3 separate regions of the Mus musculus genome follow, and regions 2 and 3 are each linked to region 1. Evidence: chromatin contacts called from public Hi-C data. All regions are on one chromosome and are shown on one strand. The core of a region is the stretch at or near the end of the contact, and the rest is flanking DNA. Distances in the headings are between cores, read along the strand shown. Region 1 has its middle 86 kb from the start of Gm32931. Region 2 holds the start of A930033H14Rik (RIKEN cDNA A930033H14 gene). Region 3 has its middle 27 kb from the start of A930033H14Rik.

Region 1 (5,152 bases), core at 808-3,307:
ATTGATTCAATCATATTAAATACATTTAATTCCATGAATTCATAGATGCACGATCATATGCACAGAAATATCTAATTTGGAAGGACATAGGGAAGCATGTTAATGGCATTGTAAAGCAATTCTTAGAGGATTACCAAAAGGCTCTGCCATTCACATAGAATATGCATGTCTGGATAACCAAATAGCTGGCAATGGGGAGTGTGTCCTCACTGAAGTGAGAGCTTAAAGGTTAAGCAAAGTTGCTGTCCTGTGGGAATGGGGTGACCAGAGTTTGGGGTTGAATTACGGTTTGGAGAGCTAAGGCCACTAGATAATAAGAAAACACACCAGAGGTATACTGAAAAGGTTTGTCCTGGAGGACAGCTTGGGGACCTGCCTGCCTAGATAGAAGCCACCCAAGGGGAAGGATGAGATCTTAAGGAGCTGAGTGTTCAACAGTCAGGATTACAAAGAGACAAGTGCAGGCTACAAATGAGAGCACATCTTTCTGCGTTGGTGGTCAGAAGTTTCTGGAAAGCAACTTTAAGGCAGTGGAAGAGGTTGCAATAGACGCTGGGAAGCCTTCTCCTGAGGTTTAGTAGAGGTGATGAGAATGCCACATGGGGGATAGTTCAGGTAGAGCGGGAAACAGTAACCATACCTGGGAAAGAGAGGGTGACAGGAAAGTACCTTTTGTTTTTGTTTGTTTGTTTGTTTTTGTTTGTTTGTTTGTTTTTAAAAAGGATCTAGAACTAAGAGACAGGCCCTCAAAAGACTTCTTTACTCTGATAGATGACTTTGTCCCTGCAGCCATCTCTGGCCACTTTCTGTAGGTGAGTGACACATTTGCTCCCTCTAGGATGAGCAATACACTGTGTGTGTGTGTGCATGTGCGTGTGTGTAATATGACTTGCTTGGGTGTAAATGAACTAGCAACTTATGCTGGGCACTTCTGAGGAGCTGTTGAGTATCTACAATTGGTTTTCTTCCTGCATCCAGAATTTGCAAAAGGGTTTCCCTGGCATCATGAATGTCAGCTCACCTGGATAGTGGTATACACACACACACACACACACACACACACACACACATACATACATACATACATAATATCTGGAAAGCAACTTCATATTTTCCATACACTTACATATATACATACACATTACATGTACATATACATGTATGTGTATAAATATATGTGTATACATGTATATATATCACTCTATATGTATATACATTACCCTACACACACATACATATATATACACATGTATATATACAGACACAGATATACATATACATAAAGATATCCATCCTGATCTACTCTTCCTACAATTTTCGACCCCCCAGATATTACTGGCTTCAGTCTCACACATGTTCCCTCATCTGAAAAGCAAAGGTGGCAATGTTCAGAGAGCCCTTGAAAGACACAGATTCACATGTGTTGAATCTTTCTCCTGAGAGTAGAAACATGACTCTTGTTTGATACTGTGAAGCTCACAGCTGTTCCTCTCTGAGAAGACATTAAGGGATATCTAAATACATAATTTGTATTTCATACAGCTAAGTTGTCTGTCTCAGGCACTGTGAATCTTTAACTATTTTAAATCAAGATTGAAATAGGCTTTCAAATATCTAGGAAGCTTTGCCCTTAAGTAAAAGGACCTTGAGACAAAAAAAAAATCCATTTGCATAATGCTTTTAATTTTTTCAAAGCCTCTTTCAAATCTATTATTTTACTTGATCCTCACAACAGCTCTGTGAAACCATTCACTTTAAAGACACAGACTTGAAAGCAGAGAACATTTAAAACAGTTCAAAAAAAAAAATCCGTGGTAAAAAAAAAAAATCACAAAGAAATTCCCAGAGCATCCATATCATGGCTCTAACCTAAACTGTATTTACTGCAAATTGTATTGACTCGAGAGATGGCAGCGTGTAAATAGTTTCTCTTCTCCAAACCACATTCAAACTGCAGTTGTTATGAATACAAAAGAGCTTTTCTGAGGAGGAAAAGAACTAGAATCTCGCTGCATTAAGAGAGCGGGCTGGTATGTGGATGAGTAGTCAGCCTGGAAGTGGAAGGTTTCTGCATGACGAGCTTCGCCCTGCCTGCCTGCACTGGGGGATGGATTTACATATATTGACTCCATCCAGCGTATGAATAACGATCAATTTTCTTGATCTAGTCTATTCTGTCAATCTGTGCTCTCGCTAGCAAATGAGGAGATGTTGCTGTCAGCCAGAAATAGAGTTTCCTGGGCTTATGTGTGCTTTTAAGAGCTCTTTTCTACTTAATTAAAAGATACATACGGTGATTGACAGAGAACAGCAGGCTACTCGGAGCTACAAAATTTGCTACATATATATAGATGGGTTCCTGGAAGCAGAATCATGAACGATGCCTGAATGCTTGTAAAGGCAGACATTACCAAGTACAGTCAACTTCAAATGTCAGTTTTATTAATTGCAGAATAAAATCAAATGAATAAATACAATTTGTCAGATGTGGCCAGTAAAAGCATCCTCTCTCAGGAGCTGCAAATTACTCCAGGTAACAATATGCAAACGTGCCAGAAAAAAAATGAAGAAAAACGCTAGTTTTTGGTTCAACATATTAACACGTCTTTGCAGCTTCGGTCATCCCTGCCTCTAAGCAGTACTGGAGTTGGACATGGGGTCAGATAATGCAAGTAAGTAATGCATTCTCACCATGGGTAGCAGGAGAACCCTAAACATCTGCCAACTTGTCAACCCCATCAAATTCCCTTTGCCTCAGATGTGTTGGTGAACAGTGGACCCAGGACACTCCTAGATTAAATATATATATATATATATATATATATATATATATATATATATATATATATATATTTTTTTTTTTTTTTTTTTTGTAGAGCTACACGAGACAGGTAATTAACCGAATGCAACCACTAGGGGGCGCATTGATGCAGTTTTACAGCTCCCTTTTCTTGCTTTCAAGCATTTGGGTGAACAGAGATGCTGAATCTGTGCGAATGGGATGTATACAGTCATCTCTCGGTACCCATGCAGACTGATTTCAGGGCACATGCATAGCTGTATTAGAGGATGCTACAGTCTTGTATAGGCAGTGGTAAGGGTTTGTGTATAACCTGTACACATTATTCCTTATACTGCAAGGATGTGTGTGTGTGTGTGTGTGTGTGTGTGTGTGTGTGTGTGCGCGCGCGCGCGTGCATGTGTGTGTGTTCATAGATATCACATGTGTGCATGTATGTGTAAAGTCCAAAACAGGGTGACGGATTCCCTGGACCTGGAGTCGTGATCTTTCTGATATGGGTTCCAGGAATGAAACTTGGCTCCTCAACATCTCTTAGCCACTGAACCATCTCTCCAGACCCCTTTGCCGCATTTTAAATCGTCTCTAGACAACGAGTAACATACAAAGTCATGAGGCTACTGTTTAAATAATTGTTAAACTGTATTGTTACAGGAACAATGACAAAAATCTGCATAATTAAATCAGTGTAATTAAAAAATATTTTCAACCTCTCGCTGGTTGAATTAGCAGACATATGCAGACCTAAGGCTGTAGACTAGAAAGAACCTTTTGCCAGAGTATCCCTCGGTGAGTAATCCGGTGTTCACAGAACTTCTCATCTATAACTTGGAGAGGGAGCAATAGATTGATCATCTTCATACAGGAGTTAGAGTATCTTCAACCACAACCATTGGCCCAAGGCTGAAGGTTTCCAAGAACCATCTGTGTGTACATCTTAGTAATTTTCTAGAAGTCACAGAAAGCCACCAGGTTTTCAATAAGAATTTGTTTAAAGCAGGGCTGAAAAGAATTTTAAAAATTATGCAACGGGATGATCTTAAATATTCTCTACCAAGCCAACAATGTAGGGATCAACCTGGGCGCAGCCCAGCCTCCTGTCTTGGGCGTTGGTGACTGAGAATTATGTCATTATCCCGAAGCCCAGGGATGGAGTCTGGCTGAGTCACCTCCATTCTCTAGCAGGTCTTTCTCATTTGTCTTGTCTGACACTGCTCGTCTTTCATTTGGCTTGCTCACAGGCAGAGTCTGGCACTTAGGATGGAATGAAATAAATGGATATTGAATGGTTGTGGCGGTTTAAAAATGCTTCACCCACGGGAAGGGGCATTGTTTGGAGGTGTGGCCTTGGAGGAAGTATGTCACTCTGTAGGCAGGATTTTCAGGGCTCCTGGTGCGCAAGCTCCACCCAGTGCCAAAGAGACCCTCCTCTTGACTGCTATGGAAGCGAGTCTCCTCCTGGTTACCTTTGAATCAAGTTGTAGAACTCTCAGCTCCTCCAGCACTATGTCGGCCTGCATATTTCCATGCTTCCCGCCATGATGATAATGAACTGAACCTCTGAACCTGTAAGCCAGCCCCACGTAAATGCTGCCCTTTATAAGATTCATTCGCCTTGGTCATGGTGTCTGTTCACAGCAATAGAAACCCTAACTAAGACAGCGGTGATCAGGTCTCTGCTTGATTCATACTTCTAGATTTTAGTCAACAAACTGGTGGGAATTCCTTCCTCCCCTCCCCCACCCCCATGCGCACAAACGAGTGTTGCATCAGAAAGGGCAAGCGTTCGTCCAAGAACCACCCTGACATGGATTCAAAAATGAGTCAAAGCATCTGCTCCTCAGAACCAGGAAGTCAAAGTTGACCCAGACTCCGGTTTATTCCTTTCTCATCAGGTTTGGGAATGGGGTGAAGCATCCCCGGGGTGATCTTTGGGAAAAATGCATCTCCGTTCCCACTTCTGCCTCGGTGGCCACCACCTGGACGCCTGGTGAGAAATTCTCACTCTAGCATTTGTCCTCTGGAGCCTGGGGGGACAGGTGTGTAAAAGAGATCAGCTCAGTCAAACCATGAGAGACCACGACTGTGGGAACCGAGATGGTCCAGCGTGGGGCGCGCAGTCCAGCATGGGTCACTCGCGCTCTGATGAGAAGCTGCATCCGAAAAGGACTCTGTTGTCGTTGTGAGACGTGATGACACACCCGTGCTTCTTTTGGGCGAGGCTGGCCTTCTTCTGATGCTGTCAAGCCTCTAAGACTCATGTTCACCCCCGAGTATGTCATGATCAAATATGCCCGGATAATTCTTCCCATTGTTAAGAACCAAAGTGAACACAGGGCGTATCCAAGGCTG
Region 2 (5,152 bases), core at 1,165-3,664, 300 kb before region 1:
AATAGACTGATTTCAACAAACAATGGATTCAAACCATATAAAACAGCAAAACCCGATTCTTTCGAGACAAAACGACTAAGAAACCTGCTCTAGAACATATCTCAGCATCAGAGGCTACAATACTCATCTGTGCTTGTGGGCATGCGCAGAGCTACTGACCTCGCTCCCGGGAAGTGAAGAACAGGAGTTCCTGCGCACAGCTGGTCTTACCTAGAGAATAGAGAGAAATACTGTTAAAATCCCTCTGCCTGCCACCAGCCCACAGGAACTCTTTTTTTTTCTCTAACATACTTTGTATCTTTCTCCACAGGCGAGGATGGGCAGAGTCTGACTAACTTTGGTTTATGCTCTGTGTACACTGGTATTTCTTTGGGTCAAGTATCTCCTGAAATAGCTATGTTAGCATTTTATAGCATTCGAAGAAGTATATTTCTGAGCATTTGGGGATGATACAGAAAAAGCACTTAGCCACAAATGGATGGTAAGCACAGTGAAAACTCACTGGTTTTCTCAAATAGACAAGGGAGTGGGAGATTTTCTTAAAAAAAATTGTCATTTTAAAACACCATCTTAACCCCAACACAATGAATTCTGGTTTCTTCTGTTATTATTATTATTATTAATTATTTTCTTTTTCTGTAGAAGTAATAAGTCGGTAACATCAACCAGGCTACTTGTGTGCATCCTTGTGAGCATACATAACCCTGTACCTTGGGATGCCCGTGACCTTCACAACTTTGGAACATAGAGACTGTTGATAGAGATGGGCTAAAGCCTCCCACCATGGGAAGGAATGGATCAAACCCAGACCCCCATTGATTTTCAAATATGATCCAGGAGTCTCATCAAGAATCTTGTTTAATATGATAATTGACTGCTTGCTTCCCCTGTGGGGACAACACTCAGATGTTACTGACAGTCCAAAGATTGAGTTTGTCTAATGGGAACCACTGGTTCTCATAGGCGTCCCAAAGATCACTGAAGATGAAATAATACACTGAGTCTCAAAAGAGTGTTTAAAAGTGAACTTATGAGCCTGTTGGTGGCTTATTATCTGCCCTTGGCCAAGCTGAATGCCTCTGGAAGCATGGCATGGTTTGGAGTCTCTTGTATGTTTTTATGGCAGGTAGCACAACCTACAGAGAACCTCATGCTGAAACCCCAGGCTGAGTATTCAGTAGTTTCCCCAAAAGCACAGACCAGGGAGATTCAGTCAGGATGTCTCCTCTGCTTGCTACTATCTAGCGTTTCCCAGCTTTCTGTAACTTATCAAGCTTAATGCATGCCTCCACCCCCAATGCCCCAGCATATGTGTACAGGCAGTCCCAAAGGCGCAGCTCTTGTGCTGACGTGCAAAGCCAACTCAGAACCCTGTGCTTGGCTCTCCCTCCTAACTTTTCTGGCTTGTCTGAGTCTAAATATTGACTTTGCTCCTCCGTTGAGTAGTTTGATATGGGATGGAAACCCCACGGCCAACAGTGGAATCAAATGTTATATATACATTTTTTACACAGTCTTGCCTTCCTTCCACTTTTTTGGGGGTGGGTGTGAGTGTGGATCTCTTCTGTGTCTCTCCCCCTACCCCCTGGCTGTGAACCTAGCTGAACACTTAAGTTGAGGTGTGTGCAAGCCCCTCACAAGGCAGCGTGTATTGTTGGCACAGCAACTCACAACAGACTCCCTAGACACAGGGCTAGGGGGGAGGGGAGGGAGAGGGGCGTCATCGTGCATCCAAAGACACTGCTTGGGGCAGGGCAAACACCCAAGGGCTCAGAGCACCCTGCTTCTCGCGTCCCAAGTTCCCCACCAGAGTCCTTCGAGGAAAAGGCGCCTTTCCCCGGGGGCGCGGCAGCACCCGGCCCTGGTGCAACCGGACTGCTAAGGTGCCTGTTGTACGTGTTGTCTGCCGCTACAAGTTAGGGGTGCGGCCGGGGCGGGTGCTCTTCCACATCTCTTCAGCTCACTCCTCTGGGAGGGGACTGTCCCCCCGCATCCCTTCAGCTCACTCTCGCAAACGTTGCTGGGGGAGGGTGGGAACATGGGCCGGGGTCCCCACCTGCCACCCGCGAGGCAATCGGGAGCTGGTGAGGGTGCTCCGCTGCTCACTGGGACACTCAGCACGACACAGCCACCTACCCTGCAGCCGAGCGAGACCTGGCTCCCTCCGCCGCTCAGCAGCGGCCCCCGCCGCGCGCGCTCGCGGGGACGCCGGGACCCTGCGCACCGCGCGCCACCCGCCCGGCGTGGCACAAAGGCAGCATGGCCCAGCCGCACCCGGCCGCGTCCGCGTCCCGGCGCAGGCCACGGGACTCGTCCCCAGGTCGCTGTCGCCGCCAGCCCTGCCCTCCTCCCGCCCCCTTTCCTGGCCAGGCGGGGCACCGGGCGGAACCCTGCGCCCGGGCACGGAGCGAGCAAAGCGGTGGCGGCCTCCGATCGCTCTCTCTCTCTCCACCGTGACGTGAGCAGCCTTGGCGGCTATTTATAACCACACGATTGGATTTCATTCATGAAACCAGGGCCTGGTGTGTCTGAGCTGTGGGACGCGAGGTGGCGAAGGTGCTGCGGCTGCACGCACACCGGAGGGGCCTGGGCTCCAGGGCCGGGATCAGCGTGCGTCCCGCTACCCCGGGGACCCGGCCTTAAGCCAAGCGGAGATCAGAGCAGGGCAGGGTGTGTGCGAGCTGTCCCCGCGCCCCCTCCCCGCAGCATCCCACCCACTCCCGAACATCCGCTGGCCCTCAGTCCTGGGCTCAGGAAAAGTAAGTTGGGCCACTAACCGGCTGGGCAGCATAGCTTTCTTCCCCCTAGGAACTGACCGGCCGCGGACTCCGAGGGAGGACATTGGCTTTTGTTTCAAAACCGAGCCCAGCTGCTGACTAAGCGCTGCGCTGGCCCAGCCTCCTCCCCTGGGCGCTGCACGTGCGGGCTGGCTCTCCCCCTCCTGGTCACCTTCCCCTGCACCGGGCTCAAGGGGTCCCGGCAGGGGGCGGGGGGGGGGGACGCCCAGCTTTTCCCCCCACCCGGTCCTCCCCACCCCCACCTCCCACCCCGAAATCAGCTGTTTTAGAGAGGCTGGGGGGCGGGGGGGGGGAGCTGAAACTGATTTCGGCCTCTTCTGGGTCTGCAGGAAATCTTGGAAGGGAAAACCAGTTTCGGGGACACTGTGGACTTTCAAGCCGATTGTGAGTTCTGGGGGCAGAGTTCTGGTTACTTTTCACGGATCCGCAGAAGAACTGCCTAGGTGCCTAGGGGTGTCTGGCATCACGCGATGCTCTAAGGAGGTGACAGGGAACTGCAACTAACTTGGCTCCTGTCCGCAGGGAACTTTCAGTCCGCCTTCTCAACTGCCTGTTAGACTGGGCTGTGTAATCCGCTCACTCTAGTCCTGCAACGAGACGAGACAGCTGGCGGATTAGGATGTGAATGCCTTCAACTAGGGATGTGCTACGTTTATAAAACCCTTCTAAAGGCTGACATGGAGCACACAAAAAATGGCCACGCTACATCCTTGGCCTCCATCAGTTCTTAGCTAAGGCCTTGCCAGCATCTCGAAAGGGTGGGAAAGATAGATAGCCGTATTTTACTGTGAGGACGGTTACTTAGGGCTATCCTTCAACTTCCCTTAAAAAAATGAATAGCAAACAAAACCCTCTCTCACAGTAACGCCTCCGTCCCTCCTTTTCAGGAAACCACATTTGGTTTTCTTAGATGGACTTCTCTTCCTCCCCAGGATCTCTGGTTTCCAGTCTCTTTGGCAATTTCCTGCCCCTCCCTTAGATCCTCCCATAGCTGGTCTCCAACTCTCGCTATGTTGCCAAGGCTGGCCTTGAACTCCTGCAACCTCGGCCTTGCAGGTTTGTACCACCAACAGGCTAAGCAAACGAAATGTTTTTAAATAAGAAAATGTTGTGCAGGCAACCTGCGGTATTTAAGCAATCCTTAATGTACTGTTGTGGTTGGAGATGGGGTCATCAAGGCCATAACCTTTTGATGCTAGCAAGAGAAGGAAGGAAGAAGTCAAATTCCCGTGTCTGAGGAGTTCAAGGTGGATCGTGACTGAATATGGTCATTTGCTTGGCAAGGGGTAGACTCCCCTCAGCCTGCTTTAAAAGGACACCATGTTGAAAGACTCAATCAATAGATACTCTCTCCAGGAATATATTAGGGAAAGTTAATTAACCCCGTTGTTGCTAACTAGCTACTTCTCGGCAAGTCAGTTCTTTTCAAACTACCTTGGGGCACCGAGGAATAGAACAGTAACTAAGAAATGGGAACTTAGAAACTAAGAAATATGTATTGTGGCCCCAAGTGCAGCGGGGAATGGCTTTCCTCTCTTTTTTTTCCTTAAGATTATTATACCACCACAACTGATGAGGCAGGCCATTGGAACCATTTTACAGATGGGGTAACTGAGGCAAGGGCAATTTGCATTTTTTCAGTATTGTTAGTGGTTGACTTTTGTGCCCCAGGGTCATCGAGGGCTGGCTTTATTTTATCACTAACCTTTGTTGTAACATCCGGTCCCCTTCAGGTGTCTTTCACTTCCTCAGTCACACATTCAAAAGATGAACCTGCCATAACTTTCGAAAAATGCCAGGCATAATGGCATGCCCCTGTGGTTCCCCCACACTGCCAGAGGTAGAGACAGCAGGATGCCTGGGGCTCACTGGTTCTAAAGCCTCTCTGATTCAGTGGCCCCTAGTTCCTGTGGGGGAGGGGGGAAGGGACAGATCCTAAGGAACAACCCCAAGGTTGACCTCTGAACTCCACAAGTACGTGCACAGGCGAGTGCCACCCTTTACCACCCCTCCCCCCACATGGCAGCATATGCACACACCTGCACATATTTCTGAAGCATCAGAGAGGTTGTAAGAGTAGAAAGACACCTAGTACTGTGCATACTCTTGGGGTGCCTGACCATCTCCTGAGCCCCCCCCCCCCCCCCCGACCATCCTTGTAGAGTGGATAAGGAATGCCTACTAGCCATTTTGCTACCATTTTTGACCTCATGGCATACCTAAACTTGAGGGGGAACTGATCTGGAGAACTTCCAGGAAAATAAATTGCTACTAATGGAGATTTCAGAGACAGCAGAAGAAAAAAAAAAATTACTGGAACTTTGTACCAAGCAAGGACAGGGATGTCAAGAAGA
Region 3 (5,152 bases), core at 868-3,367, 280 kb before region 1:
CTAAGACCTTGTGTCAAAGCAAAATAGAATGAAACAACACCAAAAACAAGGGTAAACAATAATCCACAGCTCCACTTGTTACAGTTTGTCCCCTTCCCGTAAATATCACAAATATCACACTGTCCACACTGGGATTCCGTTTCTTTGACTCCTCAGAGTTAGAGCCACTAAAAGAGGCACCTGTTCCAAGGGGCTGGGCGGTATCATTCTCAACATAGCACTAGGCCACCACAAACACTTACCAGCCAGGGTGTTGCAGCTGCGAACATTTCCTAGCATATACATAAAGTTCTGACTGTGACATGGATTGCAACTTGGTATGCAGTATCTGAATGTTCCCACGTCACTTGTCAGACATGTAATCTCCAGCCACAAGATGCACAGACAATCTATCTTGTGGAGACAGGACACAGCACTGGATTTGAGGAAAAGCTATGATAGGAACATCCTCAAATCCACTCAGGGATGTGTGGAGAGATGGTTTTCACTGCCCTGAATTTTGTGTACAAACCCACCCTTCTCAGCCCACATCTGTCAAGACCAGTTCAGATCTGACATCACGCAACCCTTTTGTAGCATATGTGTGGTTTCCTTCTTGCCCTTAATTTCACAGCAGGAAAAAGAATAAAGTCCGTTCAGCAAACAACTTAAACACAGCCAGAGAGATCCCGGAAGATAAATTCACAAGGATCATGGGAAGCTCTTGAGGTACCCTTGCAAACAAACAAACAAACAAACAACAAACAAACAAACAAAAAACCTGCCACCTTGTAAAAGTTGTGTCCTTTGAATAAAAATGTCTCTGAGCAGAAACGAAATATTTAAAGAACAGTGTTAAGACCTCAGCATCTGAAAATTGTACACTCAGGTTCTCGCCTTCATCTTTCTGGGATGCACCCTGTGCTGGTTTGCCACCACCACAACAGGAAGCCCTGTGCACTACCAGAATTGGATGCTGTTCGGAGCTGTGTCTCCCCAGATTGCCATGCTTTACATCGTAAAAGGAACATTTTAAAATTAACGTTGCCACTTACAATCTCCAAATCGAATAGCCATCCTCCGTATATCAAGTCAGTCTGCTACCCTTTCTAGACTAAGCCACCTACCCTTATTTCTTTGTCCTATTCCTTACTAAATCTACCATCAAACCAATTCTTCCATACGTAGTAACCTCAGAGTGAGAACAAGCATGGATAGAGACTTGGCAATGCCTGGAATAGTTTTGATTTCTCCATAAAGGGCAGAAGCTTTGACTTCTTGCTTTCAAGCATCTATATTCTCTACACGCCCACAGGCACAGGGTCACCTGAACCAGTGGCTCTCAGCCTTCGAATGCTGCGTGACCCTTCAATACAGTGCCTCATTTTGTGGTGACCTCCAACCATGAAATTATTTTCATTGCTACTTTGTAACTGTAATTTTGTTGCTGCTGTGGAATGTACCATAAATATCTGGGGTTTCTGATGGTCCTAGGCAACCTCAGTGAGAGGGTGGGAGACCCACAGGTTGAGAAGCACCGGCCTAGGCTATGTGTGTACAGGTCATATATAGAAAGACAAAATGTAAACCTCATATAATTCCATCCCAAACGTTGTGAAATGAACTCTTATTTTGTTTTCTCAGGTTTAGTGGGTTTTCTAGATAGACACAACGGGATAGAAATGATCACACCACTGACAACTTGAAGGAAGCAGTTGCAGGACCTAAGCAGTGGACAGACTGGCGCCAAAGGGTTAGATCCTGGCCTGTGTTTTGGGCCACTGCTGCCCTCTAGGGGACATGTGTGAAATGAGTCAAGTTTCTAGAAAAAAAAAAAAAAAAAAATCAAGACCGAAAATCATTCTATCCCGTCAGCTTTTATGAAAGAAGACAACTAAAAACTCATCAAAACAGGTTCGTGGATTATCTATACGAATGACACAGAAAACAATCCCACAATCCCTCCAGACACGCGCTTTCCCGGGCCATCTGACTGAGACTCACTCTTTGAGAGAAATGCCTTTTTTTTTTTTTTTTTTTTTTTTTTTTTTTTTTTTGTCAAGCCTGGTTCTCCGCAGTATTTTGAGCCTGTTATTTCTTGTCCTGCCAGGGAGCAGCTGCGGACTATGACTAATGTGTTACTCACTGTTTATACGTTCAGCTCTTAGCTTCCAGGGCCCCAGAAACCAGAAACTCCGGCTCCTTCCCTTTTTATGAAGTCAGTTCGTTCCGAGGAAAATATGCAAACATTTCACCAGTTGCCAAATTGATACTTATTTCTGGGCAAGGAGCGTCACTAATTTCACGCATAGGGAAAACATTAACTCATGGTGTTTTTTTTTTTTTTTTTTTAAACACTTGGAAAACTAGGGATACTATCTGCTCTTTTCTTCCTAGATTTCTTAATAATAATTAAAACTTCTATGTGTATGAGTATTTTGTCTCTATACAGCACTTCTATGCCTGGTGTCCCAGAGGACAGAAGAGGGCACTGGATCCCCTGGAACTGGAGTCATGGTTTGTGACCCACCATGTGGGTGCTGGAAACAGAAACCACGGGGCTTTCTGAGGGATCAAAAGGTGCTCTTCAGGCTAAGCTGCTTCTCCAGCCCCCCCTCCCCCAAATCTTGGCCTTAGCGGAGAGTTTAAATGACTCACAGAACTCAAACTTCCCTGTTTGGGGGATAATTTCATGACTTCAGGAAAAGCAGGCTTGTTTCAGTACATCTATCGCCCATCCATTAAGCATTTGCTGAGCTTGTCGTTGCTCAGCAAACACCATGTCAAGGGTGCCAAGCATGTAGGAGAACCCGAGCATACAGGAGAAAGAAGGTACCATTTAGGAAGCCTGGATCTTTGGTCTTTAAGTTGATTTGAAAGTAATAAACGGATTCAACAGAAACCACACTTTTTTTGAACCTTTGTGTTTTTCACAACACAACATTCAATGCTCTTTCGTAATGGCAGGCATCGGCAGTGTGGAGGCCAGTCAGTAGTGGGTAATGGCAGTCAAGCACTATGCTGCACAGTACCGAGTGGGTGTGGTGGTTTGAATATGCTTGGCCCATGGGAAGTGGCACTATGAGGAGGTGTGGCCTGGCTGGTGGAAGTACATCACTGTGTAGGTGGGCTTTGAGGTCTCCTAGCCTTCATGCTCCACTCAGTGCAGAAGAGACCCTACTCCTGGCTGCCTACAAAAGAATCCAGGGCTGCCTGCTGATCAGATAGAGATGTAGAACTCCCGGCTCCCCCAGCACCATGTCTACCTGGATGCTGCCATGCTTCCACAGTGATGATAATGGGCTGAACCTCTAAAACCATAAGCCAGCCCCAGTTAAATATTTGCCTTTGTAAGGGCTGCCTTGATCATATGTCTCTTAACCGCAATAAAACCCAAACTAAGACCGTTGGGAAGCCGTGAGATTCAAGTGTGTTCGCATGCATGTGTGCTGATGGAGGCCCTGGATTATTATGGGGTGTCTTCTGCCATGGCTCTCCACCTTGTTTTTTGAGACAGGGTTTCTCACTGCACTTGAAGTTCGGTGCTCTAGGCTAGGCTGTCTGGCCATGAAGCCCCATCTCTTCAGCGCTAGGAAAAACAGGCACCGTAGTCATGCCTGGATTTTGCATAGGTATTGGGAGCTGAACTTGGTAAGCATTTTACTGAGCCATCTCCTTATCTTTAAATGCACTTGGACCTACATTATTTTCAACTTAAGCCAAGGGCATCACATTTTACTCCTGTACATTTCATGGGATCCAGTAAGTATTGTTGAAACAACTTGTTTTACGTCTATAATCTACTCGGCTTCAAGAATTCTGAGAATAAATACAATTGTGGGACTGGAGAGATGGCTCAGTGGTTAAGAGCACTGACTGCTCTTCCAGAGGTCCTGAGTTCAATTTCCAACAACCTTATGGTGTCTCACAACCATCTGTAATGGGACCTGATGCCCTTTTCTGGTGTGTCTGAAGAGAGCTACAGTGTACTCATGTAAAGTAAGTAAATAAATAAATAAATAAATCTCTAAAAAAAAATACAATTGCTTTTTTTTTTTTTTTTGTACTGCTAGGATCCAGAATGATTGATTCTTTGTTATCTATTAGTAGTCCTTTTGGTGAGTATTATTATCCCAGGTTTATAGATGATGAACAGCATGACTGACTTAGGGAGGATTATTACTACTGTGATAAAACACTCCGGGAGGACAGGGCTCATTTGACTTCCAAATCACAATTCATCATCATAGGCAGTCAGGACAGGAACTCAAACAGGACAGGAACCTGGAGGCAGGAGCTGATGCAGAAGCCATGGAGGGATGCTGCTTTCTGGCTTGCTCCCCATGGCTTGGTCAGCCTTCTTTCCTATAGGACCCAGGCCCAGGGATGGCACCACCCACAATGGCTCCAGCCCTTCCCGTTTATTGCTAATCAAGAACATGCCTTGCATGCCTGCCTACAACCCAATCTGTGGAGGGAGGCATTTTTGCAACTGAGGCTCTCTCCTCTCTGATGACTTTAGTTTGTGACAAGTTGAAATAAAACTAGCCCAAACAACTGGCTCCTTGTCAATTTGACACTTATAAGCACATCGCCTTACAGTTAGAACCTTTCCTTTCTCATGTATCCCCAAGATGGTACGGTAATGTTGACATCCCATAAATAACTTTAAAGATTCCCACAGAATTTTTACAAATTCAAACATTTTAGAGCTTCAGTCTCTTTAAAATGTCCAATCTCTCTAAAAATTCAACAGTTTCTTTTAAAATCTCAGCTGTGGGCTCCCGTAAAAAATCAAAATTAAATACTGCGTTAGTCAGGGTTCTCTAGAGTCACAGAACTTATGGAACGTCTCCATATATTAAGAGAATTTATTGGAATGACTTACAGTCTGCAGTCCAACTAGCCCAACAATGGGCAGCGGTGAATGGGAAGTCCAAGGATCTCGTAGCTGCTCAGTCTGTGAGGTTAGGTGCTTCAGCTGCTCTTCTGTATAAGCTGGAAACGTGAATAGGTAGGTTCCAACAGAGTTGCTGCCTAGTACGTGCAAGCAGACAAGGAAGAACGACTCTTTCTTCTTTTAATGTCCTTATGTAGGCCTCCAAGAGAAGGTTAATCTGAGGTAACTCAGATTAAAGGTGTTTATGCCTGAATTTGGAACTTGCTTTGTCCC

The links. Hi-C and Micro-C count contacts between places; a contact is called where the count stands out from the background.
Region 2: a contact with region 1 is called in a Hi-C map of cortical neurons, with 2.4 times the contacts expected there. The contact joins the promoter of A930033H14Rik here to the enhancer-like site in region 1. A contact is called at or near these places in 3 of 39 promoter capture datasets (cancer-associated fibroblasts, embryonic stem cells and liver), 1 of 484 Hi-C or Micro-C datasets (cortical neurons), 6 of 115 datasets of contacts at active chromatin or transcription factors (cardiomyocytes, differentiating embryonic stem cells, forebrain and 3 more) and 3 of 9 other capture datasets (adipose tissue, embryonic stem cells and pancreatic islet).
Region 3: a Hi-C map of forebrain shows a contact between it and region 1, with 3 times the contacts expected there. The contact joins two enhancer-like sites. A contact is called at or near these places in 41 of 484 Hi-C or Micro-C datasets (the 3T3-L1 cell line, 3T3-L1-derived adipocytes, the AML12 cell line and 25 more) and 4 of 115 datasets of contacts at active chromatin or transcription factors (astrocytes, bone marrow-derived dendritic cells, embryonic fibroblasts and 1 more).

What each region holds. Positions count from the first base shown.
Region 1 is chr10:68,906,261-68,911,412 of GRCm38.p6, reverse strand. No RefSeq gene overlaps it. Among named protein-coding and RNA genes, the nearest start is that of Gm32931, 86 kb to the right of the region's middle. Within about 2 kb of position 2,057, at least 11 of the 459 cell types and tissues checked have an H3K27ac peak or open chromatin away from gene starts, as enhancers often do. A contact at or near this core is called in cortical neurons and forebrain, where this site is marked.
Region 2 is chr10:69,210,360-69,215,511 of GRCm38.p6, reverse strand. It overlaps A930033H14Rik (RIKEN cDNA A930033H14 gene), which reads left to right and starts at 2,414. Exons shown (of 2, transcript NM_001331193.1): 1 at 2,414-2,759; 2 at 3,128-5,152. The coding sequence starts at 2,507. The coding sequence ends at 3,186. It overlaps Rhobtb1 (Rho-related BTB domain containing 1), which reads right to left and starts at 2,318. Exons shown (of 11, transcript NM_001252637.1): 1 at 2,137-2,318; 2 at 160-210.
Region 3 is chr10:69,183,031-69,188,182 of GRCm38.p6, reverse strand. It overlaps a transcript of Rhobtb1 not described here. Among named protein-coding and RNA genes, the nearest start is that of A930033H14Rik, 27 kb to the left of the region's middle. Within about 2 kb of position 2,117, at least 194 of the 459 cell types and tissues checked have an H3K27ac peak or open chromatin away from gene starts, as enhancers often do. A contact at or near this core is called in forebrain, where this site is marked.